2 separate regions of the Anas platyrhynchos genome follow, and region 1 is linked to region 2. The links are chromatin contacts, called in public Hi-C maps. All regions are on one chromosome and are shown on one strand. The core of a region is the stretch at or near the end of the contact, and the rest is flanking DNA. Distances in the headings are between cores, read along the strand shown. Region 1 holds the start of LOC101794055 (interleukin-1 receptor type 1). Region 2 overlaps LOC119715628 (a long non-coding RNA gene).

What was found. A called contact is a pair of places that touch in the nucleus more often than the background predicts.
Region 1: a contact with region 2 is called in a Hi-C map of subcutaneous adipose tissue, with 1.8 times the contacts expected there. The contact joins the promoter of LOC101794055 here to the enhancer-like site in region 2. A contact is called at or near these places in 5 of 8 Hi-C or Micro-C datasets (F1 follicle, liver, skeletal muscle and 1 more).

The regions. Positions count from the first base shown.
Region 1 is chr1:141,181,591-141,184,791 of IASCAAS_PekinDuck_T2T, forward strand. It overlaps LOC101794055 (interleukin-1 receptor type 1), which reads left to right and starts at 1,890. Exons shown (of 13, transcript XM_027445720.3): 1 at 1,890-2,043; 2 at 3,142-3,201.
Region 2 is chr1:141,143,667-141,147,022 of IASCAAS_PekinDuck_T2T, forward strand. It overlaps LOC119715628 (a long non-coding RNA gene), which reads left to right. Exons shown (of 2, transcript XR_005262885.2): 2 at 1,261-1,826. Among named protein-coding and RNA genes, the nearest start is that of IL18RAP, 130 kb to the right of the region's middle. Within about 2 kb of position 1,830, at least 1 of the 8 cell types and tissues checked has an H3K27ac peak or open chromatin away from gene starts, as enhancers often do. A contact at or near this core is called in subcutaneous adipose tissue, where this site is marked.

The sequences.
Region 1 (3,201 bases), core at 640-3,139, 38 kb after region 2:
TCTCATGATTGACTGTATAATTGGGGTAACAGGCTGGGTTGTACAACTCATGAGGGAAAACAGTTATACAGTAGGATAAGAACAGGCTTTAGCGAAATTATTCTTTTCTAACTGCAGTCCTACTAGATGTTTCATGATAAATTCATCTTCAACACTCAGGAAACTCTGGGAAACATCCTCTGCTTTAAGAAAGACGCATACTTTGCCACTGAATCACCGCTTGGCAGTACGGACACTTGCGTGCGTTCTTTCAGAATTGTACTTTTGGTTCTACATGATTAGTTTCTCTATAATGAATGACAGTCAGTACTTTGGATTTTTTACTTTAGAAGTGTGGTTTTGACAGATATGAGATACCACAATTATGGAAATAGTGATGCATGACAGATTCTAGAAATGACTACTTCAACTTCCAATATGTAGGTGTTACTCTTTCTATGAGACTGATGGGTTTCTGGCATGCTCCGTATTCCCTGGCTTTCCTGCTTGTTGCCAGCTACTGGGAGAGACTTCTTTCTCTGAATCCTCACGAGTCACCAACTTTCAAACTAGTTGTGCAGCTTAGTTGGAAGCGTTGCTATCATTCTTTGGATATTGTGGAATATTGCACAAATGGCCACTCACAACACCCTAGTATCTTTGTTCTTAGGATTGCTATAGCCTATGAAATGAATGTTTCAGTGTTAGCCAGTCACCTTAACATCACCCTTGAGTCAAGAAAAGGCAAAAACAGATTAAAATATTCCTTAAAATATTCCATTAAGATATTCCATTAAAATATTCTCCCGTGAAGCAAAAGCAGATTAAAATATTCTTTTAACAGAGCTAAAATAAATAGAAGAGTTTGCAAAGGTTTATAAACACAGAGACAACAGGAAAGAAATTTACTCATCTAGCTCATAAGGGTTTGTCTCACCCTTTATATCATCCAATCAGCTGACCAGCATTAAATGGCTTTCCTTTTTGACACCTCCATGGCTCAGAGAAGCTCTTCATCCTAAAATTGTCAACACAGAAGAAGCCCAGTAGGACAATCCCGTCTTTTCTGTAATTAGTGTTAATGAAAACAAGAGACAAGCAATCTTGCCCTTTCTCCCAAAAAAAAAAGACTAAGCTTCCCATTTTGGAAATGGTTCTGTAAGTCTGGAACAGAGGATCGGCTGTGCCATTTAATAATTTAAAATATTCCTTCCCACACTTTTCTAATCCCTTAACAAGTCCCTTCACACTGCTTTGGGAACGGCTCAAACCCAAAGGGGAACTTTTTTATTTTATGTTTTTATAATTCATCTTATGAATGCTTACTTCATGCGGAATCTCAGTGGAGTTAGTGCATGTAGAAGGTTTTGAATAAAAGCAGAGATGGGAATAAGCAGTTACTGAGTACCTTGCAGTCAGGTTTTTGAGGAGTGACCAAAATTATGTTGGTTGGAATCAAAATGAAGGAGGCTAAGTCAAATTCAAGGAGGAGAGGACACTGAATTGAAAAATATGGGCAATTAAGCGATTCCAGAGGAACTTTTCCCTGTTTGGAAAAAAAATACATTTTTATGTTTGAACGTGCTTAATTTCACCATCGAAGTAAGGAATGAGACCTTCTATAAAGTTACTACCCAAATCCAGACAGAAAAAGCTAATTGTTTGAACTGTAAGAGTGATGCCCTGACACAGTAGAAGGGACAGACAACCGAACAGGACAAAAAGCAAACACTTACAGGACAGAAAGCAAACAAGCTCTGCTCCAAACCCAAGCATAAGCTTATAAACTCATAAACTCATAAACCATAAACTCATGTTTATGGCCCTGAGGAGCTCTGAGGAGGGCTTCAGACCACCCCGCTCACGAACCTCCCTGATCCCTGAGGGAAACCGGGCTGCCCTGAGGCCGCCCCCTCGGAGCCATCCCCCGGGCGGTGCAGGCCGAGGGGCGGCCCCGGGGAGGGGCGAGTCCCCATCGCGGCTCGGCGGCCGGGGCGGAGCCAGCTGCCCGCCCGCTATGTGGCGGAGCCGGGACGGCGGCCGAGGCTTGGGAAGCAGACGGAGGTGAGGAAGGGCTCGGAGGGGCTCGGGGAGACGCCTCAGCCGGAGGCGCGGCGGGGAGGGCGGTGAGGGTCCGGCTGCGCGGGCCGCGCGGGGGCGCGGCCATTTTCCCCCCGGGGCAGCGGGGGCACGGAGCAGCCTCGCTGGGAGGCGTTTGGCTTCGGCGTGCCCCTCTGCTGCCGCTCCGCGGGTCCCATTGCACAAGGGCAGGCAGGGAGGAAGGGCAGGGAAGCGAGAAGTGCGGGAGCGCCGAGCGTGCCACGTTTAAAGGCTTATAGCAGGAAGCAGGACAAAGCTTTTCGTAAATCTCCTTGACCTGGTAAAGCACCGCAGCAACTGTTCATTGCACAACCCTGATCAAACAAGCGCTTCAAGCACTTTTTTATTTATTTATCTGTTAGTTATGATGACGAGAGCAGGCTTTGGGCAAAAGCGCTGCCCTGGCAGAACTGCTCGCGGATCTGCCTCCAGCAGAGCTCGGGGCTGGGATGGTTGCAACCAAGCCACCGCATGACAGCTCTCCGGGGTGACAGCTCGGTAGTTGTCACCCAGCAGTTCCCGAGCTGAATCACGGCCCCAGTTTTCAAGTTTCCAGGAGCAGCTCTTAACTTCGGGGAGTTTTCGCCAGGGATGTCAGGAAACTGCTGGATGCGTTTTGGTTTTGTTCCTCGTAAAGTTGGTAGCTTCGCTCTTGTTTGACTTGGACTCCCTGCATGTGCTTAAACTCTCAAAAACAGTTCCTAAATGGACACACTGGTCTTTCATACCGATTGTGAAATTGGGATGGGTTGAAAGCTGGGGAACTGGTATAAAACTTTTGGACAAATGTTTAATAACACAAAATCCTTCACTTAGATCCTTTAAGGTAATCCTCAAGTAAGAAATACTTTCTGGTTTTGGTAAACATTTTTTTTTTTTTCAGAGAATATTACATTTTTATATTTTTTTTGCATCACTGTGTGTTTTTTATATTTATAGTTTTATCTACATGACCCCTCCAGGTCCTTTTAAATGGCTTCGTTCTTTGAAAATGATGGTGAAAAAGTAATAATTTACTTTCAATTTAAGTAACAACTTTTTCATATTACTTTATATTGACAGGTATCAGGAGTTGAAATGACATAGAAAACTGCTACAAGCTCTGACTACAAAATGAGCTTC
Region 2 (3,356 bases), core at 580-3,079:
GATTTTTATTTATTTTTTTAAATGCAGATGTTGATAGTATTGTATTCTCAAACTCCTGCATTTCTCATGTCATGTAAATGCTTTAAGATTGATGACTCCAAGATTGTGTGGGAGAGCCAAATTTAGGTATTGAAACAAATGCCAAAGTTGTAACAAAACACATGATGTTGTTAAGAAGTGACTAATGTAATTGCATCTTTTTCACTTGGTTTGAACTTGTTCCTTCAGGACAAATAGTTAACATGTGTCTGTTTTCACTGGGGGGAAAAAGAGGGTGATTTTATAGTTAGCACAGTTATTTTTTGCCACATGTAAATTGTTTGCTCACCTTTTGACCTTACATTCAAAAGCCATCAACTTTGCTTGGATTTGTGTTTAGGGACATAGTGGAATAAGACTAAAACCTAACATTAGTGGAGAGCTTGGATATTAGAGGTTGGCATGTCATTATCTTAAGGGATGTATGATTCCCTATGAAGTATTTTAGACTTTTGCAACTTACTATTCAACAGCTCGAAACGTTCTTAAAAGTAAATAAATGAACTGAAGTTATTATTTGCTTCACTCTCACAGGCCCCAGAAAGCTTTTCAAAACATAACTAACACTTGAGTCTCCTGAATCTACTGCCTGGACCTTGGGACTCTCTCAGAGTTTAAAGGCAGGGTCTCAAACACTTGTTTTCAAAGCAATGTTTGCACTGTGGGCTTGGGGAATTACTTGCTATGAATTCATAAAGAATACACAGAAGTGCAGGATGGAAGGGAAGAAAGCCTGTTCAAAAGTTCCCCCAGTTTTATCTAGATGAAATTTATGAAATCGTTTCCATATATATATATATATATGTATGTATATAACTATGATCATATTGTACTGAAAAAGAAAAAGAAATCTCAGGAAAGCTTTAAGGTACTCAAAACTATTGTGTACCTGCAATATCATTATGTTTATCAGGGACATTGTCTGCCAGGTGTCTATTCCATGAAACATGCAGCTAAACCTTCTTTCTTGAGTAAATTCTGTGTCTTTGCTGCATCGTTGACAAGCAATATTTTAACAATCCATTTGGGTATCAAAAGGCATATACAGCATTAGTTATCACCCATGTATTTTTTATTTTTGTGACCTGTTGGTCATTCCACAGGAGTTTTGTGGAAAAGCTGAAGATGAAATGTGATTTTCAAAGTCAGCATTCATGTCATCAAAAAAAATAATCAATGTTCTCTTTCGTTTTCTCCCACCCCTAATTCATCCCTTACCAGCTTCCAGATCCTGTGATGAATGAGAGAGGAATCCCATCAAGAGCAACCTCCTGTACAGCAAAGTCCTGATTTGCTCCATGGCTTTGTCCATCCGGTGCCCTGCAAGCTGGGGAAAAGAATATGCATCATGCATTTAATTTTTTTTTTTTATAATGTGTCTGAACTCTCCATTCTTGTATTGCCTAATTTCAGAAGGCTCGATTTCATTCATCAATCTTGTTCATGTTTTTTAAATATTGTTTTTAAGTGTGTTTTTGCTTTCAAAAAAGAGCTTTTGTTTATTAAAAATCACAATGGTAAGTTGGATGCTAGTCAAGCCAGGCCCAGTTAAAGTCAAAGGGATGGAGGATGTCAATTAATGAAACAGTAAAACAGCAAAACAGCATATACCATTTACTGCAGATGGAAAAAGAAAAATAACACTGTTCAAAATTACAGGTTATGTTGTTATTTTTACTGTTTGCAACCAGTGTGGCTATTTCTTCCTACCTCCCCTGACCCCTCCCCTACTGTTTGTGACTCCCTGTCTCGCTCCATGCTGACTGCACCCAGTTGCAGGCTCCACCCTGACATTTTTCACTTTCCTGTTTTTGGGCTAGCTGTCTCTTGTAATTAGGCTACAGAGAGATACAATATGAAATCATGCCATATGTTCTCACTCAGTATCTCTTCACTGCTTTCCTGGCCTCAGTTGAAAAGGACAGCTTTTCCACAAGCATCTGCCAGCTGATGACTGCTTAAGCTGGAAAATAGCTCCCTAGTTCCCATAAAGAAGTACTTTTCCTTCCTTGTCTGGTGACAAACCTACACTTTTTCTAGGAAGGGCGTAAGCTAATGTTGAAGGCCATTAGGTTCTCAAGCTCTTTTTCGCAGAAACTCTTTGCGGAAAGATAAGATTTTAAATCTTATCTTGCATCCTTCAACGGTGTGCATACAGCACGTCTGCATATTCAGTGTGCAGAGGAGAGACTGAGTTTGGCAGTGAGATACCTCCTCTCATCTACATCTCAAGAGAGAGGCCATCTGTCATTCTCCATTCAGATTTGCACCATACTTACAAATTGAAACATCCTTTTTTTCTTCAAATATGAATTTTGACTCCTTGACCTTGCAGTGTAGTAGAGTCAAGACAACTCCACCTCCTAATTTCCATCGTTTTCTAACCCTCCAGGCCTGATTCTAGGTGACCTGAAAATTTCCCAAGTGTCTGTAACTAGGTGTTGGTATGTACATAGACGTATGTGCTGTAGAGTGATGTGAAGATAGGGCTGGGTTGGTATTCAGACACACAGACACATTTGACACTGAGGAGCAGCCTGAAAAGCTGGGCTTCGAAACAGCTGTAGGTGTTGCTGGCTCCTGCCTTTGCCTAGTGCATAGGATGAAAAAATTCTCTCCTGGGAATAAGAAAGACCACATCTAAGATGATTTTTAGAATGAGGAAAACAAATCTCAGTGCCAGAAATGTGCCACAATGAGACTGCATGTGTCTGGATATGGAAATGATGAGGTCCTGTGACTGTCACAGTTCTGTTCTCCTCATGAACAGGGGAGAGGGGGGACAGACTCATCCCCCAGCTCCTCCCTGAGGAGGTCGTCTGGCTCCCTTTCACCTGCCCTTCTTTCTCCGTTCTCCCTGAGTGCAAAGTATCTCTGTGTCCCTGGAAGTGGCAGGATGAAGGATGGAAAGAAAGGATGGATTAGGAAATATAGCTCTACTTAAGTCTCCTTTCCTGGTCCTTCATGTGAAGAAATAGCCTAGGTGTGCCTAATTCTGCCAGCTTCTGGGTTAGAGAATTCAGACTATTTATTTATAGCCACAGGTGTTGATACTAATTCTCATTTTTTATACAATTTCTTTTACATTTGAAATTCATTAGAGAGCGCCTTATGCAACCTTGTTCAACCTTACCTATCTCCCAACCTTCCTTTGCAATGAGATAATCTAATGGTTTTGTAATTTATTTCAGTAGCTGGCAGCTTGTCTGTCCGTCCTCCTTTTTTTTTTTTTTTTTTTTTTTTTAAACCCTAGGAAAGCTTTAGATTTCCTGCCAATCAGATACTAGACTGATTGTGCTTTTCAGATCAAAGATTTT